Linked DNA regions of Capra hircus: region 2 is linked to region 1. A link is a contact called in public Hi-C data. All regions are on one chromosome and are shown on one strand. The core of a region is the stretch at or near the end of the contact, and the rest is flanking DNA. Distances in the headings are between cores, read along the strand shown.

Region 1 (6,849 bases), core at 3,046-5,545:
CGCCCACCCGTGTGCTCAGGGACGCCTACCGTGTCCCCCTGTCTTTTAGCCAAGCTAGGAGTCACTTGAGGCCTACGGTGCCAACTTTCACTCCTCCAAGACTGTCTTGGACATGGACCTGGCCAGTGCCAGCCCAGAAACTATCAGAAGTTCAGCTGGCAGCTTGCAGAGAATAGCAGCAAGGATGTGTGGATCTCATGTGATGCCAGTAATAAGGTTTCCCAGCTTCCAAATGATGAATAAATACTTGCTGCAGGTTGCTTTGGCTCACACAGTGATCGAGACCTTCGAAGCTAAGTCCTCTTTCATCTCGGACGTTCTATACACTCTGCAGGGAGCTCACAGATTTGTGCTGTGTAAGCATAAAGGGGAGAACAGTTTTTAGGGGTCTCAAAGTTTCTGTCTGAGGGGGGACGGTATGTTGACAATAGCTTGCCAGTTATGACCAGGTCTGCCTTGCAGCTGCAGCTTCCTAGAAAAAATTGCAGGGATTTCCGGTTTTCACTTGAAGCCTGGAGGCTTTGTTTTAGGAGTCTCCCAGGTGACACTGAGAAGCAGGCAGATGTGAGACTCTCAAGTGCTTCTGAGCATAACATTAATTTTTTTCCTTACTAAACGGAGAGATCCCAGGGTGTTTCAGCACTGTGGAGGGAAACCTTCCCCAGGTCTGCAGAGAGCCACGTTCCCTGATTAGTGTGACTGGCTGTAATGCCACTGGGTCCCTAACTGGTGCAGAAACACTGCTTTGCAGGGAGAGGAGGACTGCAGCCAGCTAGTGCGATGCGCTGCTGCCACACGCGCGTCCACAAATGTCCACGCAACAGCGGCAGTCCCTGGGCGCTGCCCATCTCAAGGCCATCACCGCATGGACTGAAGGAAAACGGAAAGGGGGCCTAGTCCCTGGCTATCGGAGAAGGCAATGGCACCCCACTCCAGTACCCTTGCCTGGAAAATCCCATGGATGGAGGAGCCTGGTGGGCTGCAGTCCATGGGGTCGCGAAGAGTCGGGCACGACTGAGCGACTTCGCTTTCGCTTTATCAAACTTCTACTCATTCTACCTACACCATTTATTTTTAAAAACAGCTTCACATAAATATAGACGGTGCTTACTACAGGCCAGGTGCTGTTTTAGTGCCAAGCAGATCTGTGACTGAAAAAGTTGGTTTAAAGCTCAACATTCAGAAAATGAAGATCATGGCATTTGGTCTCATCACGTCATGGCAAATAGATGGGGAAACAGTGGAAACAGTGAGAGACTTTATTTTGGGGGCTCCAAAATCACTGCAGATGGTGACTGCAGCCATGAAATTAAAAGACGCTTGCTCCTTGGAAGAAAAGTAATGACTAACCTAGACAGCATATTGAAAAGCAGATAAATTACTTTGCCAACAAAGGTCTGTCTAGTTAAGGCTATGGTTTTTCCAGTAGTCACGTATGGATGTAAGAGTTGGACCATAAAGAAAGCTGAATGCCTAAGAAGTGATACCTTTGAACTGTGGTGTTAGAGAAGACTCTTGAGAGTCCCTTGGACTGCAAGGAGATCCAACCAATCCATCCTAGAGGAGGTCAGTCCTGCATGCTCATTGGAAGGACTGATGCTGAAGCTGAAACTCCAATACTTTTGCCACCTGATGCGAAGAGCTGACTCATTGGGAAAGACCCTGATGCTGGGAAAGACTGAAGGCGGGAAAAGAAGGGGACGACAGAGGATGAGATGGTTGGATGGCATCACTGACAAGATGGACATGAGTTTGAGTGAGCTCCGGGAGATGGTGAAGGACAGGCTGCAGTTCATGGGGTCACAAAAAGGTGGACACAACTGAGCGACTCAACAAGAAGAAGAAGAACATTCTGTGCTGGAGTGCAGCTGGCTAACAGTGTTGCGACAGTTTCAGGTGTAGAGCGCAGTGATTCGGTTTCACACACACACATTATGAACGCTTTGTTTAACTGGAGTACAGTTGCCTCGCAGCGTTGTGCCAGTTTCTGCTGTAGAGTGAAGTGAGTCAGCCACATGTACACACATATCCCTCCTGCTTAAGCCTCTCTCTCATTCCCACTATCCCGCTCCTCTAGGTCTGGGGAGAAGCTTCCTTCCTAACTATAATACATGGACTCTGTCGAGTCTATGTTCCAGGTCCTGGGATCTTTCCTTGCCCCTGTGAAGCTAGTTTCTGATGCTGGCTTAGGAAGCAGAAGCTCATTTTTCTCTGCTTTGCACTAACAGATTATAAATTTTGTGAGCCACATGTGACCATCTGATATAGAACAGAACGAGGAAACCAGGAGAAACTTGTACATTAAAAATACTGCTACTAGTAATTGTAGCTGATGCTTAAAATTTTAGGCACTTTAGTCCTGAAACAAGGACTCTGTGAAGGAGTAATGGTTTTTAAAAATGTTATTGGAGTGTAGTTGAGTTACAATGTTGTGTTAATTCCAGGTGCACCTCATGGTCATTCAGCTGTGTGTGTGTATATATAACAACATGTATATACACACATATTCATTCTTTTTTTAAGATTCTTTCCCCATATATACAGTAGGTCCTTGTTGGTTATCTATTAAGCTCCTAATTTATCGAATGCAAAGATCTGAGTTTCACAAATGCAAAACTGAGTCACAAAGGGACTTAAAATAGCTCACCAAGGCCACACAGCTCCTCGGGGAGAAGGCCAGGAAGGAGACTGGAATTGGCAGCCCACACTCTTAACCCCTGAGCTGACGGCCTCTTCCACTGTTCTTTTTTAAATAAAAGATGGAGTGTATTGTGGAGAGAGATTCTCAACTGCTGGTTTCTTCCTATACGTTGATGGCTGTCAGCTGAGTGAACACGGGAGTCCGTGATGGGGAGAAAAGAGAGGACCAGGTTTGCTCTGTGTTAAGAAGGACTTCCTAGTGAATATCCTCCAGAATAACTTGAGACTTTTAGCCCACGTTCTTCAAACGTGATGCCATCTCAGGAACACAACGCTTCTTCAGATTACACACAGATTGCCTAGACATTCTGCACAACTCTGGAATCGTTTTCAGCGGTCATGAAGGGAGAGCCGTCTTGCCCCTACCTATCACATCATTTCATACGCGAAGAGGATGCCAGATTTGTTCGTGGAGCCGGACAGTATCAACACTTTCCATTACAGCGTTTTAGTGGTGATGAAATGGAAAGACTCATTTCCTGTTGTGTGTTAGATAAATATTTTTAGTGTTTCAAAATTGGGCAGGGAGGGGTTTGCGGGACAGATCAGACAAATCCATCTCTCCAGCTCAGCGTTTTGAACACCTGCTATGGAAGTTTCTGGAGACTAAAAGGCTGCTTGCCATCTTTATTTTGTTTTTTAAAGGCTGTTTTGAATGTTACAACACTGCTTCTGTTTTATGTTTTCAATATTTTTGGCAGGGTGGCATGTGGGATCTGATGCTGAAGCTGAAGCTCCAATACTGTGGCCACCTGATGCGAAGAGCTGACTCACTGGAAAAGACCCTGATGCTGGGAAAGACTGAAGGTGGGAGGAGAAGGGGACACAGAGGATGAGATGGCTGGATGGCATCACCAATGAGATGGACATGAGTTTGAGTAAACTCCAGGAGCTGATGATGGACAGGGAGGCCTGGTGTGCTGCAGTCCATGGGGTCACAAAGAGTTGGACATGACTGAGTGAGTGAACTGAATGAGGAATCTTATTTCGTCAGCATTGGAAGGGAGTCTTGGCCCCTGGACAGCCAGGGAAGGCCCAGATTTGTTTCTTTCTGATGTCCTGATGGATGTAATAAATAAGGATACAAACCTGGGGCAAGATGAGGACTTTTAAGACATTTGGCATTTTGACCAGATGTCACAAGGCATCAGGAAAAAAACAAACCACCAGATTCAGAGGCTTCATGAGACAGCTTCTCAGATGAGCAGATTAATTCCAGAGACCAAATCAGACGCGAAATGCTGGTGCAAAAGTGTATGCCAACCTCGCGGTTCCAAAGACCACTCTGGTTCCTGGAGAAGTTAAGGCAAGGTCTGTTTAATTCTGGCCTCTTTAAAATTGTTTATATCTTCACAATTGCCTTTGACAGTCGAGGTCATTGTCTTAACTTGTTGACAATAACCTAATAACTGCGATTTAAACATTTTTTTCAAGTGAAAGTTCAATAAGGCCCGCGTCTCGCTTGGGAGTCCGAGCATCACCGCCCGTCCGCTCGCGCAGACCCAGAGGGCGCAGCCGATCCTCGCGAGATTTGGCCCCTGGCGGCTTCCGTGGCGTCGCGGCAACTTCCGCCCCTGACGCTCCGCCCTGGCGGCGCACTTCCGGCGGCGGCGGCGGCGGCGGCGGGAGCGGCGGGGCGAGATGGTGAGTGACTAAGGGCTTCGGCCGGCCGTGGCGGTGGGTGCAGGCGGCCCGCGGCAAGGGAAGCCGGCCGCCGCCGGAGGCACCGGGCCTGCCCGCCCCGGTCTCCGGGGAGGCACGAAGGCGCCTGGGGAGCGCGTCGAGGACCTCGGCGGGCCGGCCGGCCTTTCCCCGGGCCCGGGGCTCGGCGCCGGGCGGGCGGCGGGGCGGCTCGGCCGGGCTGGCTTTGTCCCTTTCCGGGTCGGCGCGGGGCGTTTCGGCCGCAGCCTCCTCGAGCCACGGGGCCGAGCGCTCGGGGCCGCGCGGCGGAGGGGGCGGTGGGAGCGGGTCGTAGGGGCCGCGCGGCGCGGGGGCGGTGGTCGGGCGCGTCGGGGCGCTCGGAGCGGACGGCCCTCGGTGCCTCGCTTGGCTCGCGATGGTTCCTTTGCTCCCGGTTGATGCCGCTCTTTGGTGGGGGGCGCGGGGGGGTGGTCCAGGCTCCGCTCCAGGCGCTGCACACACAGGGCGGGCACGACTGACCCAGTCTTGGTCTCTTGAAGCTTGCATTCTCTAGAAGGCAGGTTAGAGAGACAGAGGAGTATGTGCTACTGTGACGGGGCGGGACGGGGGCGGCGAGTGGCCTCTGCTGTGGCTGCTCTGTGCCAGGGCGGGAGAGGTGGCTGTTTCAGCCAGGGCGTCAGCGAACCTCGGTGAGGCGGGGAGGCCTGAATCCGGTGAGAGGGGAGCCGGTGCAGATACCCTGGTCCTGGGAGGACTGGATGCAAGGGCTGAGGGGGGAGAGGCTTGGTCTGTGTGGTGAGCAGCAGCGGGCTCCACCGCAGACTCAGGCAGGCCTTGGAAGCACTTTGGGTAGCAGTATTCTGGGCCTGACGAGCACATGGGAAGTACTTTTCCAGCATTTGCTGGTAATTCTTCTCAGCAGTCCCTGGAGGTAATTATTGTTATCCTCAGTTTACCAAGGAGGAACCTGAGGCGGGGCCCGCGGGTGCGCTGCCCTGGGCTAGCGGCCCGTGCAGTAGAGGAGCACGGACGCTGGGGTCCAGAGGCCGGGAGCGTGCTGTCTCTCCGACCAGCTCTGTGACAGCTGGCAAGTCACTTAACCTCTCTGAGCCTCGCTTCCTTCTCTGTAAACTAGGGTGATGATCGCGGCGACTTAGTCGGATCTGTTTGTTGAGCACAGCGCTTGCTGTTCAGTATGATACGTATAGTTACTTGAGGCTGAGAAACATCGTGTGAGTGCCCCAGACATGGAGAAGTGGGGGACTGACTCGGGGAAACGTCCTCCGGTGGGGCCAGACCTGGAGGGTCATGGGACGGGTAGACAAACCTGGGAAGGGTTAACTGAAGCCAGTTTGGCAAGGGCCAGGTGTGCCAAGCTTAGAGAGTTTGGACATTAGGCCATAAATGCTAGGGGTCAGTTGAAGGTTTCTGAGGCGATTCAGAGGGTCAGCTGTTTGTTGTAGAAGGTGATATCCGAATGGGTGAGGGAGGAGACTAGACCTGGAAACCTCCGCTGGGAGACAAGCGGTCCAGTAAGATAAGGTGGCCTGGACAGAGCCAGAGATGGGGGGACAGGAGAGGGGGGACCGGAACCAGGATGGACTTTAAACAGAGATGGGGGGACAGGAGGGGGGACCTGAACCAGGATGGACTTTAAACAGAGATGGGGGGACAGGAGGGGGGACCTGAACCAGGATGGACTGTAAGCAGAGATGGGGGGACAGGAGAGGGGGGACCGGAACCAGGATGGACTTTAAACAGAGATGGGGGGACAGGAGGGGGGACCGGAACCAGGATGGACTGTAAGCAGAGATGGGGGCGGAGGCCTGAGCAAGAGCGGATTTCGTTTTGGAGCCCTGAGGAGGTCCTGATGGTAACATTTCTTATTCAGCAATAACATTGTGTTGGTGAGAGGTACTCTGAGTCAGGCAAACGAGACGTGGGTTCACGTCCGTTAGTCACCTTCAGCAGCATAGAAAAACTAATGTCATCCCTACTTTCCAGTTAGGGCGCCCGGGCTCAGAGAGGCGACTTAACTTCCCTGAGGCCACATAGACTGCTAGGAATGAAGGCGGAATTCAAACCTGGATGCATTTATTTCCGTAGCCCGTGTTCTTAGGTGCATTGCAATTCCTCATCTAGAAAGTAGTGATAATGAAACCTACCTTGAAGAATTGTCTGGTGTAAATATGATAGTGAAGGAAAATGTCTTGTACAGACTTAGGCACGTAATGAACACACCACAAACAGTAGCTGCCCCAGCAACAGCGCGTTCCCTTAGGGGTGCGAAGCGAAGCCGCTCAGTCGTGTCCGACTCTTTGTGACCCTGTGGACTGTAGCCTGCCAGGCTCCTCTGTCTATGGGATTCTCCAGGCAAGAATACTGGAGTGGGTTACCATTTCCTTCTCCAAGGGATCTTCCCTACCCAGGGATCGAACCTGGGTCTCCAGCATTGGAGGCAGACGCTTTAAACTCTGAGCCAGATTGTTAAAGGCCTGTAACTTGGAC
Region 2 (6,872 bases), core at 1,103-3,602, 210 kb before region 1:
ATTCTGCTTCTCGCTTCTAATTACCGTAATTAAAAATGCAGTATGTATTGAATCATTCTGGGTAACTTAAAAAAAAAGTATTTAAATAAGCCTCACTGGATGCTGTTATTGTAAAAGCTGTCTTGGTGATGAAGGGCTTGCCCACTAGAGGGCAGTAAAAACTTTAAAAAAAATTGACCTGAATCTCTCTCTTAATTTTGTTTTAAATAAATACCGGTATTGTTGAGGTTTGTTTGTTTGTTTTTAATGACTTGACCTCTTTTTTTATCCTAGGCAAAGTTGGATATTGCATTTGGAACACATCACACGTAAGCAATTTTTATGAAATGGGGGAGAATATGAGTTTAAAAGATCGAATGATGCTCTTCAGAAGTCGCTCTCAAAAGGGACTCACGTGTGACGATTTTGTTGAGGGGAAAGCTGTAAGTTAGGAAGTAGAGGGGATGGAGTTTTTCCTAACAGTCTTAAGACCAAGTACCAGGAGCTGAAAGTCTGGATCTGTGGAACTGGCCTGGGCCTGGCAGTTGTATCTGTGATGTGGTTTTCCACTCTCTGCTCAGGACTTTCCCTACAGCCCCCCCGGGGGTGTGCAGGTGGGGTTAGGTTGTGGTCCATGGTCCTGAGTGGCTGTAGACATGGCCATCACATGCCTGAAGATTCCACTGGTGTAAAGAAAGCCTTGTGATTTTTGTCAGATTCTAAGCTGCAGCAAATAGAACATTGTTCGGTCAGCTCTGTGCTGTGAATAAAAGAAAAACTATTTTGCAAGAAGTTGTCAGCCTAAGAGACTGGTACCTGTCCCTGCTTTTAAGACATCTCAGAAAATTCTCGTAGGGCGGTGTCTGAGGCGGTGCAAGCTGTAGGCGGGAGAACCTTTTCTCTTCCTATGGGACACGTACCAGCCTGACCCACGTTCTGGTTGCATCTTAAAACTTTCATGGAGCTCTTGTACATAACTGGTTCTCTAGCTGAGAAAATACGACATGGTTGCCTGCCTTTCTGTGTTTTTATAAACCAGATTTATCTGAAATGTGTCACACTCTGAGTGTGACAGCCTCGTCTTGCTTCTGGGCCAGCAGTGGAAACAGGTCTGCTGCTTCAGGCTTGTCCCTTTGGGCACCTGTTCCTCCTGTTCCTAAGGCAACAAGGAAGCTCGTGGGCGGAAGTGTTGGCCCAAGTCTTGTAGTGACCACTGTTTTCCTGATATGCCAAAAATGAGGGCCTGCGTTCATCATTTGCTTTGTAAGCTTAAAGCTATATTTTGCCAGTCTGATTTCAGAAAGGAGCCAGAGCAGAAAGCCGCGAGCAACTTTGTGAAAGGATGCCTATCCACCCACATCTGGGTTTAGATGCTGTTGTGTAAACATTGCCACGTTTACCGACCGCGCCTAATTGGTAGCCTCACTGTAATGGAGGGGTTGAGGGTTGTTGAGAGGGATCTCAAGCACCTATGTCGCTGGGGAATCAATTGTCCTTTACGTGGCGTAGAGCTCACAGAAGGCTAATTTCAGCCCAGGATACAAACAGCACTGAACAGACGGGACAGGCGTCTTGGGCGCCTGCGGCTTCTCCACGGGAGACGCTGGAGGGCGGCAGCAGTCAGCTGTCCTGGGTCGACATTCTGTCCGGAAAGGGTCCCACTGGATGGACCCTTGTCCCCCACCCTTAGCTGGAATTCAGCCTAAATACCTTCCTGATTCGGAAATACATTCAGCAAGCCCTGTCAGTCGTGTGGATCCTGGTTCGCTAGGCCTGCAGTGCTGGGCCCCTTCGTCGGACGCACATTCCAAGCCGGCAGTCAGCTTTTCTTGGGCGCATTCACACTGCACACTTAACTGTGTTACCAAGTAGCCTTGGGAGAGCCTGGGGCCGGGAGGGACTGAGTGCTGGGCTGGCCTCGGTCTGACACAGTAACACACGAGGCAGTGGGGCTCTCCTTTTCTTTTTCTTCCAAAAAACTGCTTGGCCTTTTGTCTTCATCTTACGGACGAGAGCCCCCGAGTCAGGAGGCAGCTGTCCGCCAGTGAGTGCTGGAGATAGGGCTAGGCCTGCTCGTTTTCACTCAGGTTCTCAGTGGACTTTGTGTGTGTGTGGTTTTTTTTACTTTGTTTTTTAAAGTTTTTTATGTTATCTTTTTTTAGTTTGAATCTTTTTTATCTTGGCCGCGTGGGCTGCAGGACCCGTGTCCCCTGTGGTGGGCGTGCGTCCTAACCACTGGGCCGTCAGGGGGTGCCCCTAATTCACTTGTTGCTTCCTCACTTCTAATGCTGTCTGCTTCCTGTGGTCCACCCCCCGGCCACACACACACCCCCCCGCCCCCCGCCCAGAGACGCACACTCTGGAAGCCCGCTCCTCCTTTCCCGCCACCACAGGCATGTTGCGGGTTAAGCCCAGGAGGGCTCCTCGTGCCGAGGGGCAAGTGCCGGGGAAGTGACGGCGGCAGAGCCACCCCTCCCCCGTAGCGTGCGCAGCTTGCACCTTGTTAAGTGCCAGTATCTTGTAGGAGACTGAGCTCATGTCTGGAGATTACTTCCACTTGCTCACTTTAAAATGTGCTAAAACTTATTCATTAAATATCTAGTATGCTCTTGAAGCCCAGCTCGAGGGGATATGACGCGTTTGAGATGGGCCGAACTCTGTACTTGCAGCTTTCAGCCTTTGGGTGAGAGAGGCAGACAGACATAAACTAGGAATGGCGGAAGGGCCTCCAGCTCCTGGAAATGTGCGGCCCCCCACAGAGTGTGGCTGCTGCGGTGACTCCGCAGGGCCTCTGGGGTCGCGGTCTTACCCACACCTGTGTCGCAGAGGATCTGCAAGTGACCAGATGCAGCCACGTCCTCCAGGAGCTCATGGTCATCTTGGCGACAGAGAACGCGCTCTGTCTGTGTTTCCCAGATGCCCTGCCATCCTGGGACATAGCTCATCGGGCTTTCTGGTGGCCCCCAGAGCTGGGAACAAAGGCACCTCTCAGGCCCCTGAGAATCCACAGAGGGGAGAAGCATCAGATACAGCCGGTAGCAGGGCGCAGAGCCCAGGCTGGGCCTCCTGCCCCGCCAGGCGGTAGCGAGGCCTCCCGCTTCCCCTCGGGGTGCGGTCCCCTCTCACCTGGGCTGCCCTGGCCCAGCCTCGCCCGCCCCTGCCCAGAAGCGTGAAGGAGCTGCAGCCCAGCCCCACTGGGGAAGCTGTGCCCAAGGAGCGCTGTGCGCAAGACGTGTGGTCCCAGTACGCGCTGCTTCTGGCTCACGTGGGACCCTGGATGGTGCGCGTGGCCTCTCCCAGCCATGGCGTCTGCCCTTGGTCACGAAGTGGGAATGGTCGTGCCTCTGGATAGCTGGGGTTAGCGTGCTAGCATTAGGTGCCTGGCACACAAATTGCTGTTGTTCAGTCACTAAGTTGTGTCTGACTCTTTGTAACCTCATGGACTGCAGCACACCAGGCTCCTCTGTCCTCCACTATCTCCTGGAGTTTGCTCAAATTCATGTCTGTTGAGTCAGTGATGCCATCCCACCTTCTTATCCTCTGTCGTCCCCGTCTCCTCCCACCTTCGATCTTTCCCAGCATCAGGGTCTTTTCCAATAAGTCAGCTCTTCGCATCAGGTGGCCAAAGTATTGGAGTTTCAGCTTCAGCATCAGTCCTTCCAGTGAATATTCAGGACTGATCCCCTTTAGGATTGACTGGTTGGATCTCCTTGCCGTCCAAGGGACTCTCCAAGAGTCTTCTCCAACACCACAGTTCAAAGCATCAATTCTTCGGCGCTCAGCCTTCTTTATGGTCCAGCTCTCATATCCATACCTGACTACTGGAAAAACCATAGCTTTGACTACGTGGACCTCTGTTGGCAAAATAACGTCTCTGCTTTTTAACACGCTGTCGAGGTTTGTCATAGTTTTCCTTCCAAGGAGCAAGTGTCTTTTAATAAATGCTCCACAGATATTAACTTTTTTTCCCCTGTTAGGGAGCAGCTTCAAATGTGAGAAACATTGCTTTTGCTGCCTACAAGCTTACTAGATAATATGCAGGTCAGCATTCCTCCAGAGAGACCTCATTTTGTGTGTTTTTATCCGTTTTTAACTCTGACCTTCTTGGGACACGCCACTTGGTCTATGAAAAGATGAACGTGGCTCCCCTTAGAGCAGGTCTCGGTGCAGATCAATAGGGTTCGCTGACATCAGTGTGTGATTTTCCCTGTAAATGATGCCTTGACTAATGGAAATATTTGTAAAACTTACATCGTGAATTCATAACTGGCTTACTGTTAATTACAACTAGCTACTAATTTGGTGACTGTGTATGTAAATTTGTCGAGGTTTCAGGGAGCACATCTCGTAAGTGGGAAGAAGATTGTCTCAACAGCTGTCTTTCTCCAGCTTTGCATTAATTTACTGTTTGCCAGCTTAGATTAAAATTTTTTTTTTTTTTGGCAAGAGTTAAATCTTATTCTGATTTTATATGCCTTTGTATGTTTTTAATGCTAACTCCATTCAATCTCAGTAGTATTCAGGTGGTGGTTTTTTGAGTGGTTCCTTTTTTTCCCCAGGTGTAAACTGGCTTACATCAGTAAACATTAAAGAGCATTTTGGCCTCAGTGGAAATAAAGCAGAGTTACTGCCTTGAGTAAATGTCTAGCTGGGTGTGGAGGAGAGAATTTAGGTTCCTGAAATAATTAGAAAACCATCAAGAGGCCGAGAATTATCTCGTAGCAGATGATGAAGTAAAGCAGGGCGCTGAAGCATAGAGGGAACGCACACACGGAACGCTTTGCTGCTGCTGCTGGCGCTAAGTCGCTGCAGCCGTGTCCGACTCTGTGCGACCCCGTAGACGGCAGCCCACCAGGCTCCCCCGTCCCTGGGATTCTCCAGGCAAGAGCACTGGAGTGGGTTGTTATTTCCTTCTCCAGTGCATGAAAGTGAAAAGTGAAAGTGAAGTCGCTCAGTCGTGTCCCACTCTTAGCGACCCCATGGACTGCAGCCCACCAGGCTCCCCCGTCCATGGGATTCTCCAGGCAGGAATACTGGAGTGGCTGGCATTGCCTTCTCCGCACGGAACGCTTTAAGTTAAGCAAAATGGGTGTTGCGTTTCGTTGTCACAGCAGGCCTGTAAAGTGAACGGAGGATTGATCCTGCATGTTGCGAGTGAGGAACTGAGGCTGAGGGACGCAGAGTGGCTCGTGGGGTCAGGTGGCCTCCAAGTGATGGCAGAGGCGCTTAGGCCTTCCAGCCTCAGACGGGAACCTCTTATGCGAGTGCTGTTCCCCCTCCCCTCCCTGGAATCCAACTAAGACAAGTGGCCGGATGACTGGGGAAGCCCCATCTGAAAGAAAGGAATCTCAAGAGCTGATTTGAGTCAAGGGAGGATGAAAGGCAAGACTCACCTCCAGCCCAGGTTCAGGCTCGTGACAAGTCTGGAGTGTGGAGAAAGATCAGTGGTTGCTTGTAACTTCCCTCTGCTGTAGTAGGGGCCCCAATAAAGCCTTGCCTGAAGGAAAAGATCGGTCTCTTGAAAATGAAGCATCTGTCAAACTTAAGCTGCAACCCACAGCAGGAAATGCATTGATTTCAGTCTGCTGCACACATCCACGCTGATAAGCGCTGAAACCAGTTTCGTGAACCAGCACTTTCTACATGCAGTGTCCTCCTGAGTTTCTCATTTGTTCTGCTGCCGTCTTTTGTTTGGTTTTGCTCTAACGCTAGGTAGCCCCCGCGCAGCGCACAGGTGTGCCCAGACCCTGGAAACAGGGAGCAGGCTGCTCTTGTCCCTCATAGTGACGGGGGATGCAGAGTAGATGGGAAGGGGCCAGACTGGGGCGGGAGGGGTTTTCAGTGCCAGGACTGGCCACGTGGGCGGGATGGAGCAAAGGTTCGTTTCAGCCATCCAGCGCTCCGGGCATTTTGGAAGGTGGCTCTCCGCCTGTCACCTGAGTAGACTTTGAGAATGTGTAGAGGAAACGGAGAGTGTAGCTTTTGCAGTCTGGGTGATGTGAGAGGTCTCTTGCGTGTTGCGTTTGTGCCGGAAAGGTGCTTTGAGAGTGCTCTTAACTGCTTGTTCTTTTTTCTGTTTTTAAAGGAAAATGATGCTTCTGCTGTACGAGGAAGGCCTCCGGGTTGTCATACACACCTCCAACCTCATCCGCGAGGACTGGCACCAGAAAACACAGGGGTTTGTGGGGCTCTGTTGGTTTCATACTGGCCGCTCCGTGTGCTGAGGGGCTCTGCTCGTCTCATGGTGTCGCTCTGTGTGCTGAGAAACAGCCAGAATGAGAACATTCGCGAATTCTTGTTCTCCTGGTTTTTTCACTGTGGGAAGGAAGAACCAGAATTATGGCACAGGAGAGAGGTGCATGCAAGAAAGTGATGCTGCCTCCCTTGTGGCAGGCAGCTGGGGCTGACCGTTTGGCCCATGATCGTCCGCGCCTGCCTCTTTATACCTGGGAACGTTGTTGTTCAGTCGCTCAGTCGTGTCCGACTCTCTGTGACTCCACAGACAGCAGCACACCGGGCCCCCTTTGTCCTTCACTGTCTGCCTGAGTTTTCTTTACCTCACGTCCGTTGAGTTGGTGATGCCTTCCAACGATCTCGTCTGCTGCTGCCCCTTCTCCTCCTGCCCTCAGGCTTTCCCAGCATCAGGGTCTTTTACAGTAAGGTGGCTGTTTGCATCAGGGGGCCAAAGCACTGGAGTTGCAGCTCCAGCATAAGTCCTTCCACTAACATTCAGGGCTGGTCTCCTTTAGGATAGACTGGTTGGTTCTCCTTGCAGTCCAGAGGACTCTCAAGAGTCTTCTCCAGCACCACAGCTCCAAAGCGCCAGTTCTCTGGCACTCATCCTTCTTTATGGTCACATCCATACATGGCTGGAAACACCACAGCTTTGACTA

The links. A called contact is a pair of places that touch in the nucleus more often than the background predicts.
Region 2: a contact with region 1 is called in a Hi-C map of liver, with 5 times the contacts expected there. The contact joins the enhancer-like site here to the promoter of PSMC1 in region 1. A contact is called at or near these places in 2 of 5 Hi-C or Micro-C datasets (blood and liver).

The regions. Positions count from the first base shown.
Region 1 is chr10:1,351,699-1,358,547 of ARS1.2, reverse strand. It overlaps PSMC1 (26S protease regulatory subunit 4), which reads left to right and starts at 4,295. Exons shown (of 11, transcript XM_018053846.1): 1 at 4,295-4,344. The coding sequence starts at 4,342.
Region 2 is chr10:1,557,676-1,564,547 of ARS1.2, reverse strand. TDP1 (tyrosyl-DNA phosphodiesterase 1) reads left to right here. Exons shown (of 16, transcript XR_001918634.1): 6 at 274-308; 7 at 6,065-6,157. Among named protein-coding and RNA genes, the nearest start is that of TDP1, 19 kb to the left of the region's middle. Within about 2 kb of position 2,352, at least 1 of the 5 cell types and tissues checked has an H3K27ac peak or open chromatin away from gene starts, as enhancers often do.